Linked DNA regions of Mus musculus: region 1 is linked to region 2. Evidence: chromatin contacts called from public HiChIP or PLAC-seq data. All regions are on one chromosome and are shown on one strand. Each heading gives the region's core, a stretch centred on a gene start, on an enhancer-like site or on the middle of the called end of the contact. The rest is flanking DNA. Distances are from core to core; before and after follow the strand shown.

Region 1 (6,722 bases), core at 1,880-4,379, 97 kb after region 2:
AAGAAAGGAAAGTGTGTCGGAAGGCAGAAGCAGGAAAATTTCTGAGTTTGAGGCCAGCCTGGTCTACAAAGTGAGTTCCAGGACAGCCAGGGCTATACAGAGAAACCCTGTCTCGAAAAACCAAAAAGAAAGAAAGAAAGAAAGAAAGAAAGAAAGAAAGAAAGAAAGAAAGGAAGGAAGGAAGGAAGGAAGGAAGGAAGGAAGGAAGGAAGGAAGGAAGGAAGGAAGGAAGGAAGGAAAGTGTGTGCATGTATGCGTGCATGTACAAGTGTGTACGTGTGTGTGTGTGTGTGTGTGTGTGTGTGTGAGAGAGTGTGTGCGAGTGTGTATGTGTGTGTGTGTGTGCGTGTGCGTGTGTGTCAGTGGTGAAGTGGAAAGAGCAGAGCACTGTTCTGGGAGTTCAGCGTATCACATTCATCCCATATCTCCAAGAGACCGACTCGTCAGCAAAGCAGGTCATCTCTGCTTCTGTTTCCTCCTCTGACTTAGGAAACTGAACAAAGGGCCTATGCAGCCAGGCTTCGAGAGGCGGGGGAATCAAGTCAATCAGGCTACACGGGAGTTCAAGGCCAGCTCCCATCTACAGAAACCTTTGTCTCGAAAAACTAACCACCTTGGGGGAGGAAAGAAAGATGGCTCAGGGGGCTGGTGAGATGGCTCAGTGGGTAAGAGCACCTAACTGCTCTTCCAAAGGTCCTGAGTTCAAATCCCAGCAACCACATGGTGGCTCACAACCATCCATAACGAGATCTGACTCCCTCTTCTGGAGTGTCTGAAGACAGCTACAGTGTACTTACATATAATAAAAAAAAAAAAAAAAAAAAAAAGATCAACTTAAAAAAAAAAAAAAAAAAAGAAAGAAAGATGGCTCAGTAGTTATGAGCTCTTGTTAGTCTCATATTCATTCCCAGGATCCACGTGGCCATTTACCACATCCTTGGGCATCAGGCATGCAACTGGGACACAGACATACAAGTGGACAAAACACCTATGCACATAAACCAATAAAAATAAGCAAAATCAATCATCATCATCCAATCAAAACACCTCTGATAGGAATAAGTTTCCTAGGACTCCTTAGAGGAGTCCTCTAAGACGTTAAAATAAGCAAAGGCAGCAGGCAGATCACGATGCATTCGAGGCTACCTTTGGTGGACACAGCCAGCTCCAGGCCAGGAAAAGGCTACCTGGTGAGACCCTGTCTCAGGTGAAAACTCAGAGAGATGACTGGAAGGAAGGGACAGCCAGAATAAGAAAAGTGAGAGATGGAGAGTCACCAGAACCATACTGTGTTACAAAATGGCTGTCACCTTAACATTTAACACGGTCTCTTTTGGAGACATCAAGGCTCCACAGTGACAATTAGCAAGTAGCTGATTTACATGGAAAATGATAGATTTTTTTTGACACAGTTGCAATTATTCAACTTACTAGTAAAATTACTATTATGTGGACTCTGACTCAAAACAAAAGGACTGTGGAAGTTGGGTGTGGTGGCACATGCCTTTAATCAAAGAGCTAGGGAGACAGGGACAGGTGAATCTCTATAACTGGAAGGCCAGCCTGATCTACACAGAGTACAAAGTGATGTGCTGTCTCAAAAAAAAAAACAAAGATAGCCCAGCACTCGGGAGGCAGAGGCAAGCAGATTTCTGAGTTTGAGGCCAGCCTGGTCTACAGAGTGAGTTCCAGGACAGCCAGGGCTATACAGAGAAATCCTGTCTCAAAAAAACGAAGAAGAAGAAGAAGAAGAAGAAGAAGAAGAAGAAGAAGAAGGAGGAGGAGGAGGAGGAGGAGGAGGAGGAGGAGGAGGAGGAGGAGGAGGAGGAGGAGGAGGAGGAGGAGGAGGAGGAGGAGGAGGAAGAAGAAGAAGAAGAAGAAGAACAAGAAGAAGAAGAACAAGAAGAACAAGAAGAACAAGAAGAACAAGAAGAAGAAGAAGAAGAAGAAGAAGAAGAAGAAGAAGAAGAAGAAGAAGAAGAAGAAGAAGGAAGAAGAAAAAGAAGAAGAAAAAGAAGAAGAAAGGAATAAGGAATATGGGGATAGCCTGTGATGAGACTCAGTGGTAGAGTGCTTGCTTAGTGTATAGATGGCTTTCTTTCTTTTTCTTTTTCCTTTTCTTTTTCTCTTTCTTTCTTTCTTTCTTTTCTTTTTTCAAAACAGGATTTGTCCATGAAGTCCTGACTGTCCTAGAACTCACTCTGTAGACAGGGCTGACCTCAAACTCAAGGGATTGATCTGCCTCTGTCTCCTAGATGCTGGAACTAAAGGTGTGTGCCACCAACACCCAGTGTAGGACCTTTCTTTTTCTTTTTCTTTTTTTTTTTTCCAAAATGGACACTAGAGGAGGGAGGAGGGAGAGGCATAATCCTGGAGTTTAGCATGATGAAGGCCTAGTGATTGATCCCAGGCTTTGCTCATTGGTAAAGGCATTTACTGCCTAGCCTGACGACTTTAGTCCCAACAGCCCACAGGATGAAAGAGAGAACCAATTCCTAGTTGTCCCCTGACTCCCACATACACACCATGGCATGCATACACATATATACAGGTGCACACCTTTAATAACAGCACTCAGGAGTTATTAGAGGCAGGGTGATCTCTGAGTTTGAGGTCAGCCTGGATTACAGAGTGAGTTCCAGGACAGCCAGGGCTACACAGAGAAACTCTATTTCAAAAACAAAAACAAACAAACAAACAAAAAAAGAAAGAAGAGAAAAAAAAAGCAAAAAAACCTGAAAACAAAAAGAAAAGAAAAATAGAAAAATAAATAACAATTTAAGAAAAAGAGAAGGAACTAGAGTAGCCTCGTTGGGTGTGGTGGTGCATGCCTTTGACCACCATGCTCTAGAGGCAGAGGCAGGTGGTGGTTATATATGAGTTCAAATCCTACACAGTGAGTTCCAGGACAGCCAGGGCTATACAGAGAAACCCTGTCTCGAAAAAAAAAAAAAAAAATGGAGGTGGTATCTGATTAAATTCATCCCTCTGTGAAAGAAGACAAACAGTACCACACAAAAAAGCCACCAAGAGTAAGCAGGAAAGGGCTGGCAGTGGTGCAGTGGGGAGCCTATGAGAGGAAAGGGGCGTGCCAACTGCAGGGCTCAGAATCATCGAACCCATCCCTGCCTCGTCCTCATGAGGGAACTGAAAGAAACAAGAAACGTTTAGTTACAGCACTCTGGAGTTCTCTAGAAGGAACCAGCTAAAAGGAACTAAAAAAACAAAAAAACAAAAAAACTGAAAAGAGAAGTTTCAGGGCAGCTCAACTTTTGCCATCCAAATGCAAACGTTGATGGAATCAGTTGCTGTTGTGACCAATGTCTGGAGAGCTGGGGTTTGCCCCGACTCCTCCAATAGCTGCTGGTTTTTCGAGACAGGGTTTCTCTGTATAGCCCTGGCTGTCCTGAAACTCACTCTGTAGACCAGGCTGGCCTCGAACTCAGAGATCCGCCTGCCTCTGCCTCCCGAGTGCTGGGATTAAAGGTGTGCGCCACCACGCCCGGCTCTGCTGGGTGATCTTGAACACGTGAACAGTTTTCAAAAATCTCCAGTTTTGCACCTGCAAGGGAAGTGGAAGGAGAAGTATCAGGGAGTTCAGGGGCACTCACAGTTCCTCAGTGACTTCCAGACCAGGCTGGGCTGTAAGACTATCTGAAAAGGAAAAAAAAAAAAAATTCAAATCCTAAGTTGTTTCCATTTTGTTCTGTTTGGTTTTGCTTTCTGTCTTTACAAACATAGTTACAAATATTTGCACATTTTTTTTTTCTGAACTGTTTGACTAGAGGAACATCATATGCTTTTACTTCTCTCTCTACCAAGAACATTATTCCTTCACGTAACCACAGCATTGTACAACAATCTAACAGCGTTTGCTATACAGCTATTCAACCTCGTGGCTCCTCTTAGATTCCGTCAGTCGTCCTAACAACATCATTAAGCCACCATTTTTCCTGCTCCAGAACCAAATCCACGCGATCACCATCACCTTTAGTTTTTGCGATCCATTTGTCTCCTTAAGTCTTGCCCAGTTCCCCAGACTTTTCTTTTCGGTTTTCTGACCTTCATGACGTGTTTGAACAGTACCGGTCAGTTAGTTTATAAAATGGCTCTCAGTGGGGTTTATTTGACATTTCCTCGTGACTAGATAAAGCATGTGCGTTTCTGGTAGAATTACCACTGCAGCAATGCCATGACCTCATGGCCTCTTTTATTTTTAATTACATGAATGTAGATCGGTGCAGATCCTGGTACTGAAGGATGTCAGTCTTCGGATGCCTGTTGTTGTTGTTGTTGTTGTTGTTGTTGTTGTTGTTGTTTTGAGACAGGGTTTCTCTGTGTAGCCTTGGTTGCCCTGGAACTCACTATACATAGACCAGGCTGGCCTCCAACTCACTGTCTCTGCCTGCCTAAGTGCTGAGATCAAAGGCATGCAACACAACACCAAGTTATCAGCAAGTGCTCTCAACTCTGAGAAATCTCTCCAGCCCCCTTATGACTTCTTCTTCTTCTTCTTCTTTTTTTTTTTTTTAGATTTATTTATTTATTATATGTAAGTACTCTGTGGCTGACTTCAGACACTCCAGAAGAGGGCATCAGATTTTGTTACGGATGGTTGTGAGCCACCATGTGGTTGCTGGGATTTGAACTTGGGACCTTTGGAAGAGCAGTCAGTGCTCTTAACCACTGAGCCATCTCGCCAGCCCTCATGACTTCTTATAGTGGCATATTTAGTCAGTTTGTCCCAACAAGAGGGACATTAGGTTTGATGACTTGACCAGGGAGGTACTACTGAGTTTCTCCCACTATTTTCCTTATGTAATTATTTAGTAACCTATGGAAAAACATACTGCCTTGCAAATGTGCAAAATCAACCCCTGTCATCCACTGCTTTGAGCATCCCAGACTGATTTCGTCCTTTTACGGAACCTTCCTAAGGCTTAGGCCCTTTAATATGGATCCCTGTGTCAAGGTGACCCCTACCCATAAAATTATTTTTGTTGCTACCTCATAACTGTAATTTTGCTATTGTTATGAATCATAATGTAAATCTCTGCTTTCCAATGGTCTTAATTGACCCTGTGAAAAAGGGTCATGGACCCCCACAGATTTATTACTCACTGTCAGGAAGACTCTCTCTTATACATTTATAAAAATATATATTTATAATTATGGTTCACTACAATTTTATTTTAGATTTATAAATCATTACTATTATTTTGAATAAAGCATAACTTCTGAAACTCTCCTGTATCATATTAAAAAGTTACCAAAAGATTAACAAATTTGGCTAGGCATGATGATGCACGCCTTTGATCCCAGCACTAGAGAGACAGAAGCCAGCCGATCTCTGGGACTTCAAGGCCAGCCAGTCTACTCTATGTAGTGAGATCCAGGATGGCGAGGGCTGTTGCCCAGAGAAACCCTGCCTCAAAAAACAAATAGAGAAAAAATTACAAATTTCTGGGCCAGTGAGGTGTCTCAGCAGGAAAAGGGGCTTGTTGCCAGGCTAGCAACCCAAGTTCTATACCCAGGACTCACACAGTAGAAGGGAACCCTTGCAAACTGAACCCACTGAGCAGCTGAAGGCGGCCTTGGCTGCTGACCCTCCTCTCCCATCTACCTCACAAGAGCTAGGATTGAAGGCATGTGCTACACACATAGCACAGGCCTTTATTGACCTATTAAAATGGGGGGGGCGGGGTGGGGAGGCTGGAAATATGCCTCAGTTGTTAAGAGCACCGGCTGCTCCTCCAGGACCCAGGTTCAGTTCACCACTGTCTGTAACTCTATCCAAAGAATCCAATACTGTCTTCTAAGCTCCTTAGGCACAAGGTGTAAACACACACACACATATAGGCAAAACACTCATACATATAAAATAAGTAAATCTCCTTGGACACACATGTGGTCCACAGATACACATGCAGGCAAAATATTTACATGCAAAAAAATAAATCCTAAAAAATAAATCACAGCCAGGATCTAGTAGTATGTCTGCAACAACTGTAAAGTGATATGAAATTATCTGAGATTTTTACACACACACACACACACACACACACACACACACACACACACACACTCGCACATACATGTGGAGGGGTCAGAGGACAGCTTGAAGAAATCAGTTCTTTCCTTCTGCCACTTGGACAACCAGGTGTGGCTGTAAGTGTCTCTACCTGCAGAGCCATCTCACCACCCTACCTAATCTGTGGGCTCTTTGGATGAGAAAATTTTAAGTCCTGCATGGCTAATAGTGTTGTGATTTTTTACTATCTCTCCTGGACACCAAGAACGCCCTTGTCTCTCTAAGACTCCACTCTATTATTCACATTATCATTTCAGTTCTTAGTGTTAAAAAAAATTTCTCAGCAATGGAGAAAGGCTAACTATAACTCAAAAAGACATAGTTGTGAGCAAAAGGAGAAATGGTTTTAAGATGCTCAAGTCAAGAAAGACTAATCAATCAAGCCGGGCGTGGTGGCGCACGCCTTTAATCCCAGCACTTGGGAGGTAGAGGCAGGCAGATTTCTGAGTTCGAGGCCAGCCTGGTCTACAAAGTGAATTCCAGGACAGCCAGGGCTATACAGAGAAGCCCTGTCTTGGGGGGGGGGGGCAAACAAAAAACAAAAACAAAAAAAAACACTCTAAAATAAAATTGAGATGTAAAATAAAAGGAAGGTTTTTTTCACCCTCACATGGACATACATGCAAGCCAA
Region 2 (6,161 bases), core at 754-3,253:
AGATATGGGAAGACAACGCCACACAAGGGGTCGGTCTTGCCCTGTGGACTAAGTTTGAGAGATTTCCAACTTAACTAATGGATGTCCTAGTGGTTTCTCTACAAAGATAGTATTTCTAGGTAGACTTGGCTTCTTTCCAAAGGTCCAACCACCCCACCCCACCCCTAACAAACAGAGATAACTTGGTGATTACGTACTTGGGGGTTGGAGTTCTGGGTTTGGCTGGCATTTTCTACTGAACATTATAAAAGGAAGAAATGAGTGTATGTAAGTCAACACAAGGCAACAGATTCACCCCACAGGCCGACTCAGGGATTTGCTAAGACTCTGGCTGGAAAGATTTGATCCTTCCAGAGGAAATGCCATGACCCTCACCCGCTCATCCCCCATTTCTTTCTGGATTTTCTCTTTCTCCCCAACGCCCCCTTTTGTGTGTGTGGGGGGGAGGGCGCGGGGTGGGAAATGGGAGGGGAGATGCCCCACAACTGTTTGTTATAAAGCTAAAACTACGTCTTCAAAAAAAAAAAAATCACTGCAGATAAGCTCCACACACAGTTCAAGTTCCTAGCTCATGTTTCTGTTTCCTCTGTCTGTTTCTGCAGGAGCATTTTGGTTCCAGGCTCTACTTAACTAGTTCTGGTGGTAGCAACTGCTGCTTTATGTTGTTATTGTTGTTGATTTTGAGACAGGCTTTCTCTGAATAGCCCTGGCTGTCCTGGAACTCACTCTGAGGAACAGGCTAATAATCTCAAATCGGAGACCTGCCTGCCTCCCAAGCCCTGGCATTGAAGGTGTGTGTCATTTTGCCTGGCTGCCACTGCTGCTTTCTGATTCTACCTAAATGATTTCTGGGTCATAGATCTGGAGGGAGACAGGACCCCAGGGCCAGTCTGATAGCACTTCTGGGTCACACTGACTGTTTCTGTGTACAAGTGGGTCTCACCCTTCAACCTTTCCTAAGGAACTCAAAGTCATCAATCATTACTCAACTCTTCTTTCTCTACAGCCAGACCCAGACACAGGGTTCATCCCTCAACAATCGGCTTCAGTAGCATCAGGTGACCCAGCCGAGTAGCTATGTAGGAAATACAGACTAAATCACAAAGCATACACTCCTAAACAAATGTTTTACTTGGGAGGAGGAGGGAAGTCCTTTAAATATGTCTGTCTAGATGGCCTCCTTCATTTCTTCCCTTTTTACCACCTCCCTACACACTCTCTCCATTTCTAATGTGGGGTGTTGTTATGTATATGTGAGGAGTTTGTGTATGTGTATGGGGAGGTGCATAAGACCTGGACTAGTGTGGTGGTACAGGCCTTTAGTCCCCACAATATTAGCAGTACCAGGCCAAGGCAGCTGGATGGATCTATTTGAATTTCAGGCCAACCTTTCTACATAAGGAGTTCCTGGTCAGCCAAGGCTACATAGAGATAATGTCTCAGAAACAAAAAGACTTGAACTGTTCACGTAAGCAGGAGTGCTTTCCATCCCTGTGTGCTCTACAGGCTATTCAGAAGACAGCATGCTCTACCTGCCTAACCTTCATTTTAACTCTGTACTTTAGGGAGGTTTGCACTAGGAGTACACTACTTGTCTTCCTCCGAGGCAGGAAACTTGTGTGTAAGCAACGGCTGCAGAAGAACAAGCAACAGAGGTCCTAACAGCCCAGCATGCCTAACGGTGAGGGGAAGAGGGCTCCATTTATTCCTTTCCAAATTTCTGGTCTATAGTTTCCTCTAGCAGGCTGGGGACAAACTGAAAAACAAGTCACAGTCATCATGTGGTGAGCTTCACTGGGGAAAGGGGTCACTTCTCATCAGTCCTCTTAGGTATGACCAACTCAGGAGCCATCATATTAAAGTTCAGCTGTTTCTCAGGCTGAGGTTATTCTAAAGAAAACAAGAGGGTCCAGAAAGAAGAATCTGTGAGACACACACACAGGCAGGAAGTGTAGCTGAGCCACCAGAGACTAGAATAGAAACAGGAAATGGGCCCAGGGACAAGCATGCAGCTATGTGCAGCACAGGCTCCGGAAGGCACCGGCAGTGTCGGAGCTAGAGCAGTGTGACTGGAACGGAGAAGTGGACCAGCCGGCTCTGCCAGAGCGCAAGTGTTCTGGAAATGATGCTACACGGACATGGTACACTCTGCTCAGAGCAGTCTCACAGACACGGCAGATTGATGGGGAGCCAGGACACAGAACACTCTGGTTCAATTCTAAGTGTGGCCAGACTTTTTAAAATCCCTTTGTTTACCAAAATGCTACCAGTATTTGTCACCCTTAGAAAATAAACCAGCAAATCCTAGACAAGGACTGATGGCTCCTTTACTGTGAAAAGAACAAAAGGAAATGAAAGCAGCATCGTTCAAACCCCTCAAGTTGCCCCAGTCCTAAGCATTCCCACCATGTGTTCCTCCTCCAAAAAGAGCACAAAAGTTGGCTGAGGTCAATGCAGGAGTCATTTCATGCTTTTATTTTAGTGAATACACATGTAAGCAGAGAATGTGAGGGACTCAAGCAGACATACCAAGCATGGTGTTATGCCAACACCAAAAGTGAGAGAGAATGAAGTCCCTACCAAGACCTTTCAGCTTAGGCTTGAAGCCACAACAGAAACCTGCTTGGTCATTAAAAACAAAGCTAACCACATAGCCACATTCCTATAAACTGAGCAGGCAGGTGGGTGTTCAGGATAGCCAGGTCACAGAGTTCCAGACCACTGTCAGTTATTTAACAAAGCAACAGAGATAGACAGAGAAATGAATGTGTCTTAAGCAAAAGAAATATAACGTGTGGGGTTGGGGGCTTGGGGGGACCGACCTAGGAATTATGAGGGAGTTTAAGACGGCAGAGGAATGCTAGGGGCTGAAGCCTGAGGAGCCAGGGTCTCAAAAGTATCCACAAAACAGGTGATGTAATCTCACAAGCAGCGAGTATTGGTATCTCGCTTTAAAGCTCCCAGCCTGGTATTTCTAGTCAGGGCTTCTAACTTATTAGACATGACTGCCTAAATAAGACCAGACAAGGATAACACCAACAGGCATGGAAGGGTAACCCAAGACAAAGAACTACTGGCAACTGAGGAACAGGAAGAAAAATAGCCTTCTCCATTAAAGAACACAGCAATCCGTGACCCCAATGCCCAATCTCACCTCTGAAAACAAACTTATGGGGCTGGAGAGGTGGCTCAAGAACACTGACTGCTCTTCCAGAGGGCCTGAGTGCAATTCCCAGCAACCACACGGCAGTCCACCACCGTCTACAATGGAATCTGATGGCCTGTTTTGGCATGCAGGCATACATGTAAACAGAGCACTCATACATAAAATACACAAAAATGCAAATTAAAAAAATGTCTAGAAAACATACACAGGCACACACCTTTAATCCCAGCACTCTGGGAAGCAGAGGCAGAAAATCTCTGTGAGTTCTCTGCCTCCCAGATATACTGATTGAGTTCCAGGTCTACACAGAAAAACTGTCTATAATAAAACAAACAAAACCACACAAGCATTACACAAACTGAGTAGGTTGAATTGATTTAGAATCAACCCATTTATCTATCTATCATCCATCCAACGTTTCAAGCCTTGGGTCAACTGGATGAGGTGCCTACTACTTAACAGATCAAAGTGGATCTGGCAGCCAGGTTCTCCCTACCAGTTACAAGGCACCCCTGGCTGGCATACCCAGTCCCCTACCCTGAATTCTCCGACCCAAGGGTCTGGTCTGCTCGTCACTGTATAATACAATGATTCTAGTTGCCAGCTCTTTGTTAACTTTGGGCCTCCTGGGTGCTGCATCTAGTTCCCTGGTCTTTTCACTCCCCAGCTCATATGATCATGTCCACCCTGGACTCTTTTCACAGGTCCCTGCCTCTTGCTATGCTCTCCTACATATCTATAATAAACTTTCTTCTCCACCATACTAGGACCAGTCATGTTCCTTTTTCTTTGTATTCAATTCATATACAGTTACACATGTAACAACAATTAAAGAAAAAGAAGACTTGCTTCTGAAATAGATCATAGAAGGGTTATACATTGGAAGGTTTGGAGGGAAAAGGGGAAATTATGTAATTATATTATCATCTCAAAAGGAAGGGAAGGGAAAAGGGGGAAAAGGGGGAAAAGAGGGAAAAGAGGGAAGAGAGGGAGAGGGAAAAGAGGGGAAAGGGGAAAAGGGGGAAAAAGGGGGGAAAGGGGGAAAAAAGGGAAGAAGGGAGAAAGGGAAAGGGAAAGGAAGACAGACCAATAGATGAGGGATGGGGCAGGAGAAACTGCCTGCATCCTCAGGCAGTTTCCACACCACAGGATGATACTTTGAGCACTAGAGATCCGATTTAATTTAGCATTAACCAGGATGCAAAAGTTCCAGACCAAAAGTTGTGTAAGACAGGGAGGGAGGCAAGGCTTGCTCCTATCCAATACCCACAAGCTAAGAACCCAAACACTAACTAGCCCTGGCCTATTCTTTGCAGCTCTTTAGATGGCTCCTCCCCCAAGCAATTCCTCCAGCTTACCCTGAAGGACAGCTCCCTCCAGTTGCCCTTTCATATCTACTCAGCTGTGACTTAAAAGATCTGGGGAAAGTGACAGGGAGGCCAGAGGGATGGCTCAGCCCGATGGGTCTAAATTAGATCCCTAGGGTTCACTGAGTGGGAACCCAAAAAATTCTGACCTCCAAAAACCAAAGTGGTATTTGAGAATGCACAGACATCTACATAATAAACAACAATTTAATAAATAAATGTAATTTTCTAAAAAGTGAAATGGACGCCCATTGATTATCCTTGCCTGAGGACAAGCCTACTGAGATTTTACAGCAAAATATGGTGTGGTGGCTTATCCCTGTAATACCAACACTGAGATAGAAGTAGAAGATCTGAAGTTTGAGAAAAGACTAGGAGGGGATCAAAAATTAAGAACATTGGCTGTTCTTTTTGGAGGACATGGGATCAACTTCTAGCCCCTACATGATACGTCACAACCACCTGTAACTCCAGTCCAATGGGAACCTATGAACACTTGATTGGCTTCTGCAGGTAGCTGACATGCACAGCACCAATGCGGTGTACAGATATACATGAAAAAATACCCATACAAACAAGAGTAGAGGGGCTGGAGAGATGACTCAACGTTTAAGAGCACTGACTGCTCTTCCAAATGTCCTGAGTTCAAATCCCAGCAACCAAATGGTGGCTCACAATCATCCGTAACAAGATCTGACTCCCTCTTCAAAAAAACAAAAAAACCAAAAAACAAATAAGAGTAGATAAACATTCAAAAGTGGGCTTGAGAGACGGCTCAGTAGTTAAAGAATACTGGCTATTCTTCCAGAGGACTGGAGTTCAATTCCCAGAACCCACATGGATCTATAACTCCAGTTCCAGGGGATCCAACATACTTATTACACAGAAATACATGCAAACACAAATACATATAGAATAAAAATGAACAAATCATTAAATTTCAAAAACACTAAAACATAGAGGGGTCTCTTCATGACAAAGCAAATGACTAGATCATCTATGACTTTATTATATGGCATGAAAAAGGAAATGTTTCATTTGAAATATGAGAGCTAGATTCAAATTTTGACTCTGAGCTTTATATTTTTCACATATGACACAGGAATGGGCACATTTCAGTGTACTGTAGCTGTTTGCAGGTGGCTAGAGCCACCTTCCCAGACCCACTAAGTGATTAGATATCTAAAGATAGTTAAAAATCCAAGAACCAGGTGTGGTGGTGCACGCCGCCTTCAATTCCAGCCCTTTGGAGGTAGAGGTAAGCTGATCTACAAGTTTCAGGCCACCCTAGTCTACAAAGCAAGTCCAGGACAGGCAGAGAAAAAAAAACCGTCTCAACAAAACAAAACAGGAATGAAAAGAAAATACCTATGGTTAATTTAATAAATACTAAAACTCCAATTCCTGCCCACCTCACCCTGGCTGGCATTCGGAACAAGACTCAGAGAGAGAATGACCTCCAGAAACAAAGCCAGGAGGCGTCATCTTTCTTTTTCTCTCCAACTCCAGCATCATTACCCTTGCCTCTTGCGCCTTGCATGTGTGAGGCAGGGGACTTGCGCCTTACATGTGTGAGGCAGGGGACTTGGGCTGACCCAGCCACCTCTCCTGCTCAGTGCCTATTAATA

Evidence for each region. HiChIP or PLAC-seq counts read pairs in DNA pulled down with a chosen protein or histone mark.
Region 1: an H3K27ac HiChIP or PLAC-seq map of microglia shows a contact between it and region 2, with 4 times the contacts expected there. The contact joins two enhancer-like sites. A contact is called at or near these places in 1 of 39 promoter capture datasets (liver), 1 of 15 datasets of contacts at CTCF or cohesin (pro-B cells), 4 of 484 Hi-C or Micro-C datasets (CD4 T cells, bone marrow-derived macrophages, female germline stem cells and 1 more), 29 of 115 datasets of contacts at active chromatin or transcription factors (the 230-238 cell line, CD4 T cells, the HPC-7 cell line and 17 more) and 1 of 9 other capture datasets (embryonic stem cells).

Annotation. Positions count from the first base shown.
Region 1 is chr4:133,801,477-133,808,198 of GRCm38.p6, forward strand. Gm34296 reads right to left here. Exons shown (of 4, transcript XM_030253992.1): 3 at 3,612-3,654. Among named protein-coding and RNA genes, the nearest start is that of Gm25270, 7.1 kb to the left of the region's middle. Within about 2 kb of position 3,130, at least 72 of the 459 cell types and tissues checked have an H3K27ac peak or open chromatin away from gene starts, as enhancers often do. A contact at or near this core is called in the HPC-7 cell line, T-cell acute lymphoblastic leukemia, bone marrow-derived macrophages and 3 more, where this site is marked.
Region 2 is chr4:133,705,113-133,711,273 of GRCm38.p6, forward strand. The region is part of intron 4 of Arid1a (AT rich interactive domain 1A (SWI-like)); the gene reads right to left. Among named protein-coding and RNA genes, the nearest start is that of Mir7227, 8.9 kb to the right of the region's middle. Within about 2 kb of position 2,004, at least 203 of the 459 cell types and tissues checked have an H3K27ac peak or open chromatin away from gene starts, as enhancers often do. A contact at or near this core is called in the HPC-7 cell line, T-cell acute lymphoblastic leukemia, bone marrow-derived macrophages and 3 more, where this site is marked.